Linked DNA regions of Sus scrofa: region 1 is linked to region 2. The links are chromatin contacts, called in public Hi-C maps. All regions are on one chromosome and are shown on one strand. The core of a region is the stretch at or near the end of the contact, and the rest is flanking DNA. Distances in the headings are between cores, read along the strand shown. Region 1 holds the start of SYNPO2 (synaptopodin-2). Region 2 holds the start of PDE5A (cGMP-specific 3',5'-cyclic phosphodiesterase).

The links. Hi-C and Micro-C count contacts between places; a contact is called where the count stands out from the background.
Region 1: a Hi-C map of heart right ventricle shows a contact between it and region 2, with 3 times the contacts expected there. The contact joins the promoter of SYNPO2 here to the promoter of PDE5A in region 2. A contact is called at or near these places in 1 of 47 Hi-C or Micro-C datasets (heart right ventricle) and 1 of 2 datasets of contacts at active chromatin or transcription factors (skeletal muscle).

The regions. Positions count from the first base shown.
Region 1 is chr8:104,842,661-104,849,400 of Sscrofa11.1, forward strand. It overlaps SYNPO2 (synaptopodin-2), which reads right to left and starts at 1,509. Exons shown (of 5, transcript XM_021100699.1): 1 at 1,217-1,509. The coding sequence starts at 1,321. The region is part of intron 3 of SEC24D (protein transport protein Sec24D); the gene reads left to right.
Region 2 is chr8:104,268,819-104,275,893 of Sscrofa11.1, forward strand. PDE5A (cGMP-specific 3',5'-cyclic phosphodiesterase) reads left to right here and starts at 2,040. Exons shown (of 22, transcript XM_021101648.1): 1 at 2,040-2,514. The coding sequence starts at 2,393.

The sequences.
Region 1 (6,740 bases), core at 259-2,758, 570 kb after region 2:
TACTTAACTTCTCTGGGTTCTTTGCTCATCTAAAATTAGCAGATTGAACTGGTGATCGCTGAGAAATTTTCTAGTTCTAAAAATTTCTGCTTTTCATCTCCTGTTTTATGCTTCATGCTTGATGTTTGAAATTTTCACTAGGTGGCAGGATTCCACCATCACATTATGAAAGGGTTTTCTGGGTGCAGAAAATTTCAAAGAAACTCCTGTCTTCACAGTGAACAGTAAAAAAAAGGAATAAGCCAAAAGAAAAGAATAACTACAAAGGTTAGGAGTCCATATATTTCATAAAGATCTAGATCCATTTTTAAGGTAAGTATAAAATAGGAAATTAATCAAACGTTCTTTCATATAGTACTTCAATTTAGTATTAAAAGAAAGTAAAAGCCTTCTTATTTTCATGCATTTTAAGACTTGTTTTAACTGAATCACAATTAGACAATGTCAGATCCCCACAAGCAAACTGGTAAATATGTTAAGCTAAGAAACACACAAGCTAATGGAAGTAAAAATATCTAAAATAGTTAAAATCATTATTAGATGCATCTCAAGGTTACTTCTAAGTTACAGTGTATTCCCAGTGCCTTTGAATTTTATTTTGAGCATATTAGCCAGAAGAATACGCATGATGGAAGAAAGTACTTGAATTTTTCTATCTACTAGCCAAATCCTTAAAAGAGTATTCTTTCAAGTAGATTTTATGACCTCTCCATCATGTTTTTTAAATTATTGCTCCAAATGAGCCTTCCCATGAATGTTGTATAATGAATGTCACTACCAATACTTTATAAGAGTCCCCAAATAGCCAAGCTAATTGGTTATGCTGAGCTGGGCATTTCTCCTCTGCCCGGCCAAGTAAAGTGACATGAAACAATAACTCAACTGTATATTCTAATATTGCCTAGAAGAAACTTTTCCAAGTATCTTGCTGGTTGCTATAGAAGCTGATTAACTAGGCTTTTCTTCATCTGACAATTACAGCACCCTTCTTACCCCCTATTAACGACTGGTTTATTACATACATCCTATGTTACTCTCCAAAGGTTGGTTTGTTTCTTTTGTTCGTTTGGGAAAAAAAAGAAAAGAAAAACCAAACCCACATCCTAGAAGAATTCAATCAGCATCAAAATCAAACTTAAATATAGACTGCTGAATCAGAGCCAGAAAAACCCAACAGGTTGCTTTCATTCCTTCCTTCCCAGCCCGGTGATCCTACCTTAGCAACTTGTAAGGGCTGCTGCTGCTCTTTGCCACCTTGCAATCTGAACCCCCAGGGCGCCCCGCCGGTCATGGAAATGCAGATAAAATCCCCCGTGCCCATTTTCTTCTTTTAGTTGGGTAGCATGAAGAGCTTGAAAGGACAGACGAAGTCTGCGTGCGGTTGAGGCTGTGCACTCAGCTCCGGGGTCCCGCCCAGGACCAGTACTGGGGCGCACAGAGACTGGGCTGCAGCCGCCGCCGCTGGCCGGGTCGCAGCTGCTGCGAGTTTGCGCCGCTAATGGGATCACTGACAAGGCGGTGGAGGCGCTAGAGGCATTGAGGACGCAACCCACTCTTGCGTCACGCTCCTTTGCTCAGCCCACCTTCAGGGAACCGAAAGAGCCTCACACGTAAGAAAAGGTCCCCATTTTGAGCAAGATGCGGGGCTGGGTGGGGGAACCAAAAGTTCTCTAGTTCTTCCTGATTAAATCCCAGCCCTTAAAAGAAAGAATAATGGGAAAACTTCCATTTAATATTTCTATAAATAGTAGAGGACGCATGAAGGTTTTAAGCTGCAGGCCACGAGTGACATCCTAAAATATGAGTTCTGAGAACTCAACTACGAGAGGATTAGATTCTCTCAAATAAATGTTTTGAGAATTACCACACTGATGATTGAAACAGACAAGGGGAGTTAAAATGGATTAAATTATTCATTTTCTTAGCTTTTACTGTTTGCAACCTGCAGAACTAATCCCATAAGAAGAGAAAATAAAAGAAAGCAAAACATTTATTTAAAAGAAAAAAAAAACCCTTTTACTCTGAAATGTACTTTTCTGAACTGGTGTGTTTATAGTTCAGAAGAAAGAAGAGACAAACAAAAAGAGGGAGGAAGGATTTACTCCTGGAAACTGCGTTCTTATAACTATATCTAATTGCACGATTTGGAATATTTTGTTTTATTTTTTATTTATTATTATTATTATTATTTGTCTTTTTGCTATTTCTTGGGCCGCTCCCGCGGCATACGGAGGTTCCCAGGCTAGGGGTCGAATCGGAGCTGTAGCCACCGGCCTACGCCAGAGCCACAGCAACGCGGGATCCGAGCCGCGTCTGCAACCTACACCACAGCTCACGGCAACGCCGGATGGTTAACCCACTGAGCAAGGGCAGGGATCGAACACGCAACCTCATGGTTCCTAGTCAGATTAGTTAACCACTGCGCCACGACGGGAACTCCTGGAATATTTTTAATTTTCATTAAAAATTAAAGTAATGTTTCATTTTCTTTCTTCCTTAACAAGAAGAAAACTTCTTAAATCTTCATGGTCAGCCAACTGCATGCTATGTCATGGACAAATTTCTTTTATAGTTCTTCCGTCATGTGTTCTGAGTCGGGGTGGTCCAATATAAAAGTTGATTTTATATGTGGTCCAAAACATTTTAATGTTTTAAATCTGAATACATCCTACTAAATGTACAAATGGAACATTTTTATTTTCCCATAATACTTTTATTTTCCATGACATTCATCCACATAAAAACAAGCTAAATAAAGAAGAGCCTGGGAAAGTTAGTTTGTGGCACTAGACCAGTGACTTACAGACACTTTCCCTGTTTTAGTACTGGGAAGCATTAGACAATGATCAGTTACACAGTCCTGCTTCCAGAACCCAAACATGTCATGGGATTTTATTTGTGTCTCATCACTAGAGTAAGAAAGATCCGTAATCAGAGACTGTTAGCACCAGAAGAGATCCTTTGAGGGTCATGGGGACCAGACTCTCCGAATTTGATTCTCTTCAGAAAGGTGAATTGACTTTACCAAAAACCTTTCCTTAAAAAAAGAATTTTACAAGTGACATCGTAAATATAAACTCTGAAAACAAAAGAAGAGAACTTTTTACATTTATTCTTTCTACTTTCTCCTGTCTCTTGTCTTCACCCACTCCAATTTAGCTTCTGTCCCCACAAAAGGAAAAGTTCTCAGTATCTTATTACTGTCTTTCTCTTGTGTAGCCTTTGATATTATTGACCACGTTCTCCTTAAACTGTTTTCTCTTGAGGCATCCAGGATACAACATGCTCTTGGCTCTCCTCTTGCCTCACTAACCATTCCTCTCTTGCCTTAAACAGTTCTTGGCTTCAATTAATCCATTAAATGCTGGTGTTCTGTGCCAGGGCTATGTCCTGGTCCTCTTCTCACCTTACTCCCTTTCTATGGGTTCTGTCATTTACCCCAGGGAATTTAACCTCCACCCCTCAATTCCAGATCCCTTTCCTTAACTCCAAGCCAGCATATCCAACTGCTTATTAAACTTCTTTCTATGCAACTAGCTCACAGAAACCTAAAGCTCAGTATATTCAAAATCAAGTTCATTATTTCTCCCCCAAATCCTATCTTCTCCTTCTAGGTTCCCCATCGCAGGATAATTGACTAAGCCATTACCTTTCTCTTCTACATGGTTCCCTTCGACCCTGACTTAAATGTAAATATGATGCTGGAAGGTGGAACTGGGGCAGCCATCTTGTGACCATGAGGTAAAGCCAAGGATAAAAGCAAATACTCCAGTTCTGACTGAATTAATGCCAACAGCTATCCACTTCCAGTCCTCTTATTGTGTAATGATAATAATAATAACAATAACTCATACTTTTAAAAACTGCTATAGATCCAGTTTATTGTTAACTTGCAGCCAGCACACTCCTCACTGCTGCACTCAAGGAACAGCTTCTCCATCCAAACAGTTCTTTCAGATATAGGAACAGGAACTGACATATTGCTATAATTTACTGAAGATTTATTCTGTGTCAGGAACTGGACACATACTATTTTATTTTTTTATATATTTATCTTCAAAGCAGCCATGCTAAGTAGTTATTAGTATCTCCCTTTTGCTGGTAATTAACTCATACTTAGATGCTGTATAGGGTCAGGGTTTGAACCTTTGCCTGTGTGAATTCAAAATAGCTGTTCTTATCATTGCTATCCTGTCTCCAGGCATTATATATTTCTTCATGCTCATTTTGTGCATCCAATTACTCATTAAGACCTGTGGCTCCAACTTCTAAATAGATTGCAGTTTTGCTTCTTCATCCCATTTTTGCTGGTATGATTACTCTTTCTCTGGGCTGGACTTCAACAATCTAATTAGCCTCTATCCAAGCCTCGTTTCTACCCTCAGTTTATTTTTCATTCTATAGCCAGGGTGAGACTTCTGAAATATAGTATCTTCCTTGTTTTCCCTCTGTTCAAAGTCCTTAAGGCTTCTCAGAAAAGTTAAAGCTCCTTTACATAGATAACATTTCTGCCTCCTGCTCCTCACATCTTCTCCCACCTCATCTCTCACCTTGAATTTTATGATTCAGACACACAGAACTATGTTTAGTTTCTCTGACTTGCTTAGTTTTTCCATCTGCTAAGGCATTCTTCCAAGCTATCTAGTCCACACCCACACACCGATCACCTGATAATTCCTACTCATCCTTCTAGTTTTGGATTAGATATCATATTCTCCAGGAAGGTTTTCCTAACTCTTCCTTTCAGTGTTCAAGATACTTGCTCTATGTGTTACCATCACTCTGTATTTTTCTCTCTCATCCTAAACGGTCTAAAGTGAATCATTCTCTAGATTATTATTCGGTGAGTTTAGGGGTCATTTCTGACTTTTTGAGAATTAGATCTCCAAGTCTAATATACTTCCTGACACCTATTTGGTGCTCAATTAATGTGAGTAGTGTCAACTTTAAAAATGTGCGTAACTGGGGTTCCTATTTTGGCTCAGAGGTAATGAACCTGACTAGTGTCCACCAGGATTCAGGTTCTATCCCAGGCCTCACTTAGTGGGTTGACAATCTGGTATTGTGGTGTGCTATGGTGTGGGTTGCAGACATGTCTCAGATCTGGCATTGCTGTGGTGTAGGCTGGCAGTTGCAGCTCCTATTTGACCTCTGGCCTGGGAACTTCTGTATGCCACAGATGTGGCCCTAAAAAAGAAAAAAAGAAAAGAAAAGAAAAAAGAAAAGAAAAGAAAAGCACCACCTGAAAATTTTATTTGGGGCAAAATGAAGACTATAGCCTGGGAAGCAGCATTTTAGATAGCACTGAAATGCTTCTCCAAAGAGGTAGTGGGGAATGTCAGTATATGTGTGATTTTGATGAAGGGGGGAGGTACCTGCAGAAGCACACATTTAACAGAAGTTTGCTGCTAGTCTCATGAAGGTTACTGCTAGTCACGAGGAGCAGACATCACTGTGAAGGATTGTAGTGCTTTTCTAGATACCAGGAGATGCAAGAATTGGATCTTATAAAGTCTTCTGAAAATATCTAACTACTTGAAGAACTGTTTTCAGGTACAGAGTGCCTCACTCCTTATCTCTGCCCTGAGCTCCTTTCAGGGGGTGTCGAGGGTCAGCAGCTGCAGTGGCTCACGATTCAATCCGTGTAGAGGCAGCTAGCAAATGCCAATCTCCAGTTCACAGTAGAATGAAAAAAGAGATAAGATTTCCCAGAATAAAGGCATAGAAAAGAGAACCAAATAGTTCTAATTTCTTTCTCTCTGCTTCATTTGACTTAGAAAAACCTTAAATAGAGCAAAATTCTTGATTTATACCACTCAGAGACCATGTGAACTAGGTAATGTCTGCCTCCTATCATTTTGCCCCATTGGTAGCTATTGGGTAGGTAAAATTGATCTTCCCACCTCAGCAGCATGGATGATCTAAGCAATCAAAGTAATCTTTCCTCCTTAACACAGAGACTAGTTCAGGAATGGGTACAAACCTAGGCCTAAGTCAGAGACAGTCCCCAGGCCTGTGATTAACTCACATATGGTCCAACCAAAGGAAAGCTCAAAACTTTTCCAGGTAGCTGTCAGGGGCAATGGATATTGACTGCACTTGGGAAAGTCAATGTGAGGATGAAACTACCATAAGGTGGTGGTGGGAGAGTCCTCCATGAGGCTCCGACATGTCTTTCTAGATGTGTCAGAATTCAAGATCCTAGTGCTTCTTTTGCTGAGGTATTTCTCAGGGTTGTGTTTGCAATAAGCAACCTTCAAAAACATGGTAATTTCTCAACTAGGGACAAAGAGCAAGTTTATTAGTTGATTGTTAGCCGAAAACAAAATAAAAGGAAGGGACTCACTAAATCTAGTGTTCTTTAACTGTTATGCAAACCCACTGTGTGTGAAGCATCCGACTGGTTCATATCATATCAACCCTATGGAGTTTGGGGCAAGATGAACAGATGTAAACATACTGATGGTCATGCTGCTTGCTGAACCCCAAATAATAAAATTCTTTTCTCTACCCAAGAGTCTCACATATGCTTTCAGCACCCATAAGACAGTAACAGGGTCACTTAGTAGCTTGCAAGGAGGGTAAAATTAAATCCTAGACCCAATGGGGTGAAACTGAGACACCACTAGAGAAAGGGAACCAGAACCCTGGTCAAATGACACATAAGCCTGCTCTTTATTATGTTTGGGATTTAAGAATCATGTCAAGAGCAAAAGAAATATTTTGTTAAGGGAAAAAAA
Region 2 (7,075 bases), core at 790-3,289:
TTATTTTAGTACAGTGGGAATCCATTGGAGGCTTTCTGTTAAGTTGTTGCATGTTTATTTGTCATAAGTAGCATTAATATCATTTTTCAAGTTATTTCCTGGTTGTGTTTATTACTTACTCATTTTCGACTTATTCTAAAACAAGATTCAAGATGCCTTGGGCAATCCATACCAGTAAGTTAAACATATATAAAATAATCAAGCAAATTGGGGTTGAGAATAAAATGGAGCTAGGAAACAAGAGGCCAGCATGAGACCAGTTCAAAATATGCTTACCTTTAAGTACTTTAAAGTTTCAAGAGGTGTTGTTTTATCTGAGTTTTCTAGAGTCTAGAACAGGCTGAAATGCCTCATTCCCCAATCTCTGGTGATATGCTTACCTCAGATAACAGGCCTTTACAGTAACCCCCAACCCACCATCTATACCACACAGAATTGAGGCTCACTGATAGGAGAATCCATGCATTGTTTTTCTTGCACAAATTTTTCAGAAGCCTTCCTGATTTCTGATAATTTAACCATTTCAGAATAGGAGACAAAAAGGACATATGGACATATAGTGCTTGTTTATTTAATCAAGGTAGCCAACCACTGCAAATGATTCAAGGCAAAAATTCACTCCATTAGTAGGTAAGTAGAATTTTAAATTATCATTGACCTCCTGAGAGAAGAAATGCATAGATTTCCACAGGGAAGAACTGAGCACTGAGGAAAAAGTCTCTAGTTTATCAACACTCTAATCACTATCATAGTAACAAATCAGAAGAGAAATAACATTTTAAAATCTGATAAAATTTATCAAGCATTATTTCACCTCTCCTTTGCTTTTTTTTAAAATTAGTTTGTGGCTACCTGCATTCCACAGTAAAATTTCAGAGAAATTGAAATTATAAAAGGAAAATTATTTAATGCAGGAAGTGTAAACCATTGCATTGAGGGATTAGAAGACATTTTTTTAAAGTTCTCATATTATCTATTTAATTATGTGTTTCTATGTAGTGAGTAATGTCTTACATTCTTGCCAAGAATATTTTGAAAGGAGTTTGTTAAAAGTATGTCAGCTAAATCACTTTTGGTATATCACTGCTAATGGTGTCGTTCACACGTTGTGAAACACAAGGCTCCAGATTTAATTCTGCCAAAAAAATTAGGTCACTGCAAAATACCATATTAAAACTCCAAATTCGGGACAGGGAGATGGGAATGAGGATAAAGCAAAGGAAGACACCAATTCTTTTTTGTAAAATATGGTAGGTATAAGACAAATCAGTGTTGGAAGACTGAACCTTTTTAAACAGATACTTTTTTCACAGTGTGTATGTATTAGTTTCAATCAGTACGAATCAATTAATTTAAAATTGGGCTAACTGGCTGCTCTGCACTGTACCTGGGTAGTGCCTGTACTCTCAAGTTAACTGAATTGTATGGAGATGCCCCTGTTTTCTGACTTCATGCACAAACCATCCGTGATTACTGTACTTCAATTTACCGTTTTCTTTTTCCAAAAAATCTTTTTCCAGTCAGGAAAGGGAGATTAAAGTAAATTAAGCCTTTGATGCAAAAACATCTGATTTATAGTTATTGTTGTTACTATTATTAACAAATTAAGCACAGGAATGGCTATGTTGGAAATAACCCACCAGGACCCGCAACTCTATTTTGGTGACACACGCGCCACATGCGCCACATCTCCTTAACTGGCCCCGTCGTTACCTGGGGTGCTTTGGGCCATTGCGCTGGCTGGCCTTCTAGTAAGGTGGGTACCCGCTCCTGCCACGCGCTGGGCTGGCGGAAAGCGAGGGGGGACAACGATTGTTCTCTCAGGCCTAAGAAAAAGCGTCCTGGCTATCACCACCTCTCACTTTTCGGGCTCAAATCCCCCCAGCTACTGCTTTCTGAGCTTGGGGTTGGTCCCCACAAGGCGACTTTCCCTTTCTTAGAGTGGGACCCTCAGCGAACACACCCACAGTCACCTTTGCGCGCTCTTCTGGAGCCCGCTCAGCACACAGCGCACCCCAGCGGCCGCGTGGCCTCCTCCTCTAGTTCTGGCCACTTGGCTTCCGGAGAGCTCGCCAGTCGCCGCCGCGGCAGCCTTGGAATCTGGGGACTCGAGAGACTTCGAGAGCCAGTCTGGGCCAGACCCCTGGGAAGGCGCGGGGCTGCTGCACCCAGCCCCGCCCGCCACACCTGAGTGCGGTGAGGATTGGGAGAGGCGGGGCGCGGCAGAAGGCTGGCCCGGTTCCTGAGCAGCTTCGCCGAAAGCCGGCCTGACTGGAGCAGGGCAAAGGAGGAGGGTCTCGAGACAGAGTCCTGCTCCTCCGAGGGAGGGACCCCAGCTGGGGTGGAAAACCAGCACCAGCCAGCCCAGCCGCAGAGACGCTCCGCGCTGATCATGGAGCGGGCCGGCCCCGGCTTCGCGCGGCCGCAGCAGCAATGGGACCAGGACTCGGTCGAAGCGTGGCTGGACGATCACTGGGACTTTACCTTCTCTTACTTTGTTAGGAAAGCCACCAGGTAAGAAGAGGACCCATGGAAGACCCGGCCGGGGCATGGAGCGTGGCCAGGGGCTGGTCTCTCTCCCCTATTGAATTTTCCCTGTGGTTACCCATTAAACAGCCTCCGCTCTCAGGCCCTTTGCTTTTGAAGTAGGTCCTTGATCCTGTTACAGGGTAGAGACCTCGACTTTAAGGCGAGTACAGTCGAAAAACCAAGCGTCGGATTCAATCTAACTTGTTCACAAAAGTTCAAATACGAAAATGTACTTGCCGACCCCCCAACTCCACCTCACCCCACCCCAGTAGCCCTGATATTCCCTGGGAGCAAGATTATTTTCCTACATCCGCGCTCACGGGCCTTGCTCCAGCCCTTCTTTAGACTCCTGGTTCCCCTAAATCTCCTTAGCGAAACTAAAACAGTTTTTGAGCCCCTTCCCTGCAGCTCCGGAAGCACCATCTCCAACGCCGTCCCTGAGGCTCCGCTCCTCCCCCGTCCCCCTTTGCCCCGGCCCTGGCGGGGCGGGGAAGCCCGGGTAGGGGCGAGACCACGAGAAAGCCCAAAGGCAGCAACATGCCGGAACCTCTCCGAAGTGAGTGCTGTCGCCGTTTGCCCCCTTCCAGTCCCCGGATTGTCCCGCGCTCCTCCTTCCCTTTGCTTTTTGCTTGCAAGGCGGCGCCGCCGAAAGGGCTCAGCAGTGGGGTTTGCCGCGCGCACACAAAGGACGCCGGGGAAGCGCGGCGAAGAGCAGACCCTGGGGGGGCGGGCAGGTCCCGTGCGGCCCTAGGCGACCCTAGAGGTCAGCTCTCCTTGGTCCGGAGCCAAGCGCGGGGCGGCTTCTGCGGAGGGAAGGGAGGAGGGAGCCTGTCCTTTGGGAGGCGGCTGCGCAGCGGACAGTCGAAACGCGCGTGGGAAACGCTCGAGGGAGAGTTGAGGAGGATTGAGGCTGAAGCCCAGGGACTAGGAGGGTGGAGCGGAGAGTGCGTGGCGGGCGGGTGCCTCGAAGCCTGAGAAGTTTGTGCGAAACCAGGGCGCGGGCAAGGCTGCTGCGCGCGGACTCAGGCTGACTCCTGGACGCACTCCTTTGGGGGAAGGGGCCCGAACTTCACCGTCGCCGACTGGGGGCAGCGGGTGCTGGCCGCCTCTGCCTGGAGGGAGACGCACGCGGGACGGTGATGGTGGAGGAGCCGGCCGGGGCTGGGCGCTGGGCTCCTACCCGCCGGCGCACGGCCGCGGCTCGGTTGGGCGCTCCCCGCCAGGGGGCGGCGCAGTGCGGGGCAAGCAGGCGGCGGCTGGCGGCGGCGCGGCGACTGGGGTGGTAGGGGAGCGGGCTTCGAGTCACCGGCCTCACCTGGGCACGTCGTCGCCCCCGGAGCCTCCAGGAGTCCAGGGTCCGCAGAGGCCGCCTGCACTGCACCTCCAACTTCCCGCTTTTGCTATGTTGCCTTTTGGAGACAAAACAAGGTACTTCTTTCAGAATCCCCTGGCCTTCCCACTTTCCCCGGGGGCACGGTGAGGCCCGGGTGCTGGGTGGTGGCGCCGGGGTCACGCCGGCGGGACGATGCTTCATTGAAAATAGACCGTATGACATTTTTGTCTTCCTTGACTTTCCTGAGGATGTGTTACCTTTAGGTCTTGGTTGGAGCTCTTTTTATCTGTGTCTTTTAACGAACATTCAGAGTTGGTGTCGATTTGATCACTCTAGGGGGTTTTTAACCAAGGCGATGGTTTCGGAGGACCTATCTTATCTTTTCTGTTAAATTACTCCTCCCTCCTTTAAAAATCCTTTCCCTCGCTTTCGCCTTCCAAAAAATACTAAATCTGTAGCGACCAGAGGATAAACCCTGAATGCAAAGTGGTTTCTTTTCAAAGGGCACTTTTTTGCGAGTTTGGGGTGAGGCAGGCACTAAGACCATCTAGGTCTGGAATTATCGATTGCCTGAGGCCAACAGTTTTAGGAGGTCACCCCTTCTGAGGCCATCTGTCCCCGGTTTCCTTTCACCCTTGCACACTTCCACCCTTCCGCCCTTATAGAATTATCGCGCATAGAATGAGTGGGTGGGAGAACTGGGCTGATATTTTAAGTGTGTGTTGGGGAGGGTGTTCTTTAGAGATGTTCTTTGGGCAGATTATTAAGGAAGAACAAAATTATTTTAAAATCAGTATAAATATCCTTTTTCTTTTTTCTTCCCTCTCCCTTTGAAAACGTACATTTGGGATTGTTTGGCGGTAGCTTTTTAACTCATACATAAAAACACTTCACTTTCAGAGCCTGTCAAAACTTTGAGAGTAACATTTTTTGGTGAAATAAATGGAAAGAGTTAAGTTACATTTCTTTTCATATTACTTTTTCCTCCCAAGTCGCATAGGATTAAAATTCCAGTTCTCAAAGTTACACTGCTTAGTGTAAATTTTAGATCATCTGAGACTCTATTAAAGGCTTTTTTCTCAGGGTTTTTATATTGTTGTTGAGAATAGGCTGAACGCTTTCTGTGATACATACATGTGTATATAATCTTAAGAGAAGTGTTTATAATGAGTATAAATTGGAAAACGAAAGTGTAATATATTCAAGAGTAGTGCAGGCCCTCAGTTTTAGGAGTTACTAAGAGCTGAAAGTTGTCAATGTGAGGAATATAATCTAAGACTTGTGTGTAGCCAGAGATTTTCAAGAAACAATATTTCAGTTTGAGCTTATATTTGGTGGCATTAACTGGAGACCTGAAATAAGAATGAGAGGTTTGGATATCAGTTGATTATAAAAATGCCAACCTGCTCAATCCAGTGTGATTCACTTGGTTGTGGTAAAACCTTATTGCAGACACTGTAACTTCATAGCTAAGTTTTGGTTTTTTGTTTTTGTTTTTTTTAATGGGAAGCTCACATTAGGTTTTTTTTTTTTTTTTTTTTTTTTTCTTTTCCTAGTCTTAGTATGTATAAAATGAGTACTGTAGAATGTGCTTCAGGAAACCGGTGAAACAGAATAGTTCTATAGAGGCCTTTGGCGTGTTTTAAGATTTGAAATAAATTTGGACCCATCTGCACCTGTAGACAGGCCTTGTTGATAGAACTATTTCTACTTTATTTGTTTTAATTGTTGTTTGACATTAATGCTTGCTTCTCTATCCTATCCTTAGACTGATTCATCTGCACTCAGTAATAGTCATTGAACAGAAGGAAGATTCTGGTACTCCTAAAGGCTCCTTTAAACAGCTGTGAATTTTGGTTAACCTTGAAAGTAATTATTGCCATTATATTACAATTGTTTCCTATAATTATCTTCAAATACAGAGCTAAGCACCTCCTTAAAAGCTATAGCTTTGAGCACAGAAGTAGGTTCTTTTTGGCAGTCAAAACCCGTTTAGGTGAATTTGAAAATGCCACTTCAGTCGTAATCTATTGACATAAAAATTAATTTGAGACTAGGAACTACAACCAGTAGAAAACTCTCCCTTGCTATTGTAGAAAACTTGACAGTCCTACAGGCCTAGATGCTATATGTTCATTAAGGGCTTAATGGTCATGTATTCACAGATAAAGACTTTCTGGTACTAATGCCACTTTAACAGCTGTTGTTACTTTTGACAGCATGTTAGAATAATTTACCTTTCATTAGTTACTAATCAGCTCTGTGATTGTGGGATATTGTAGGGGTAATATGATTGACTTTTTATTGCTTTGTTTTGTGTTAGGCAAAAGCTTGAGACTATTTGGCATATACTGGAAATAGGAGATATTAAGTAAGGACAACTTTTTATGACTACTTGGATCAAAGTCCAGAAACAGAAGTTTTACACTCCCATGTAGTTTTGCTCTGATAGACTTTTTATTTGACAATGCAGAGCTGTGGTGAATTAGTTAATGTTCTAGGTCCTATGTTTGGGATTCTTTCTTTCTTTTTAAAATTTTTTTTCTCATCTCTAAGAGCTGTAACTTTTTATGTGCAAGATACTTAGCCTAAAGTCAGTTGATGAGTGTTAAATGAATATTGCTACTCAATCTTAAAAATTACTGTTTCCAAGATCATATAGTAATATAAACTTTTCACAATTTTCGTATCAAAGAATTAAGCATATTTTGTTAAGCAGTCACTAGTATTGAAGATAATAAAACCCTGTGGATGTTGACTCAGCCTGGCTTTGGTATTAGTTCTAATATTTTTGTTATGGTAATTCTGGTGCAGTAATGTCCTTTTATATTTGTATTGGTTGTAACCAGGGTCCGTATATCCAGCTCTCAAGCACCTTTTTGAGCCCTAAAAGTACTCATGTGGGTTGAATTTGGTTAGGATTGAGTCTGGAAGGATCTGTGGGAGCTCCTGAAATGATGTTTCTCATTGCTCTTCTATTACTAGAGTTCTCAAGGCTTTATATTATTCAGTTCCATTTTAGAGCCCATAATACAGGATCATGATTCCTAAAACTGCAGTAGAATTAATACAGTAGCAGTTAGTCATAGATGAATAACTCAAATCTGTTTGCTTAGTATGACACAAACTTAAATAGACTTGTGGTGCAATTCAGTAGTTTTCTCAGTTTATGATACGAAGGTATATAAAAATTGCCAATATTTTCATTAAATC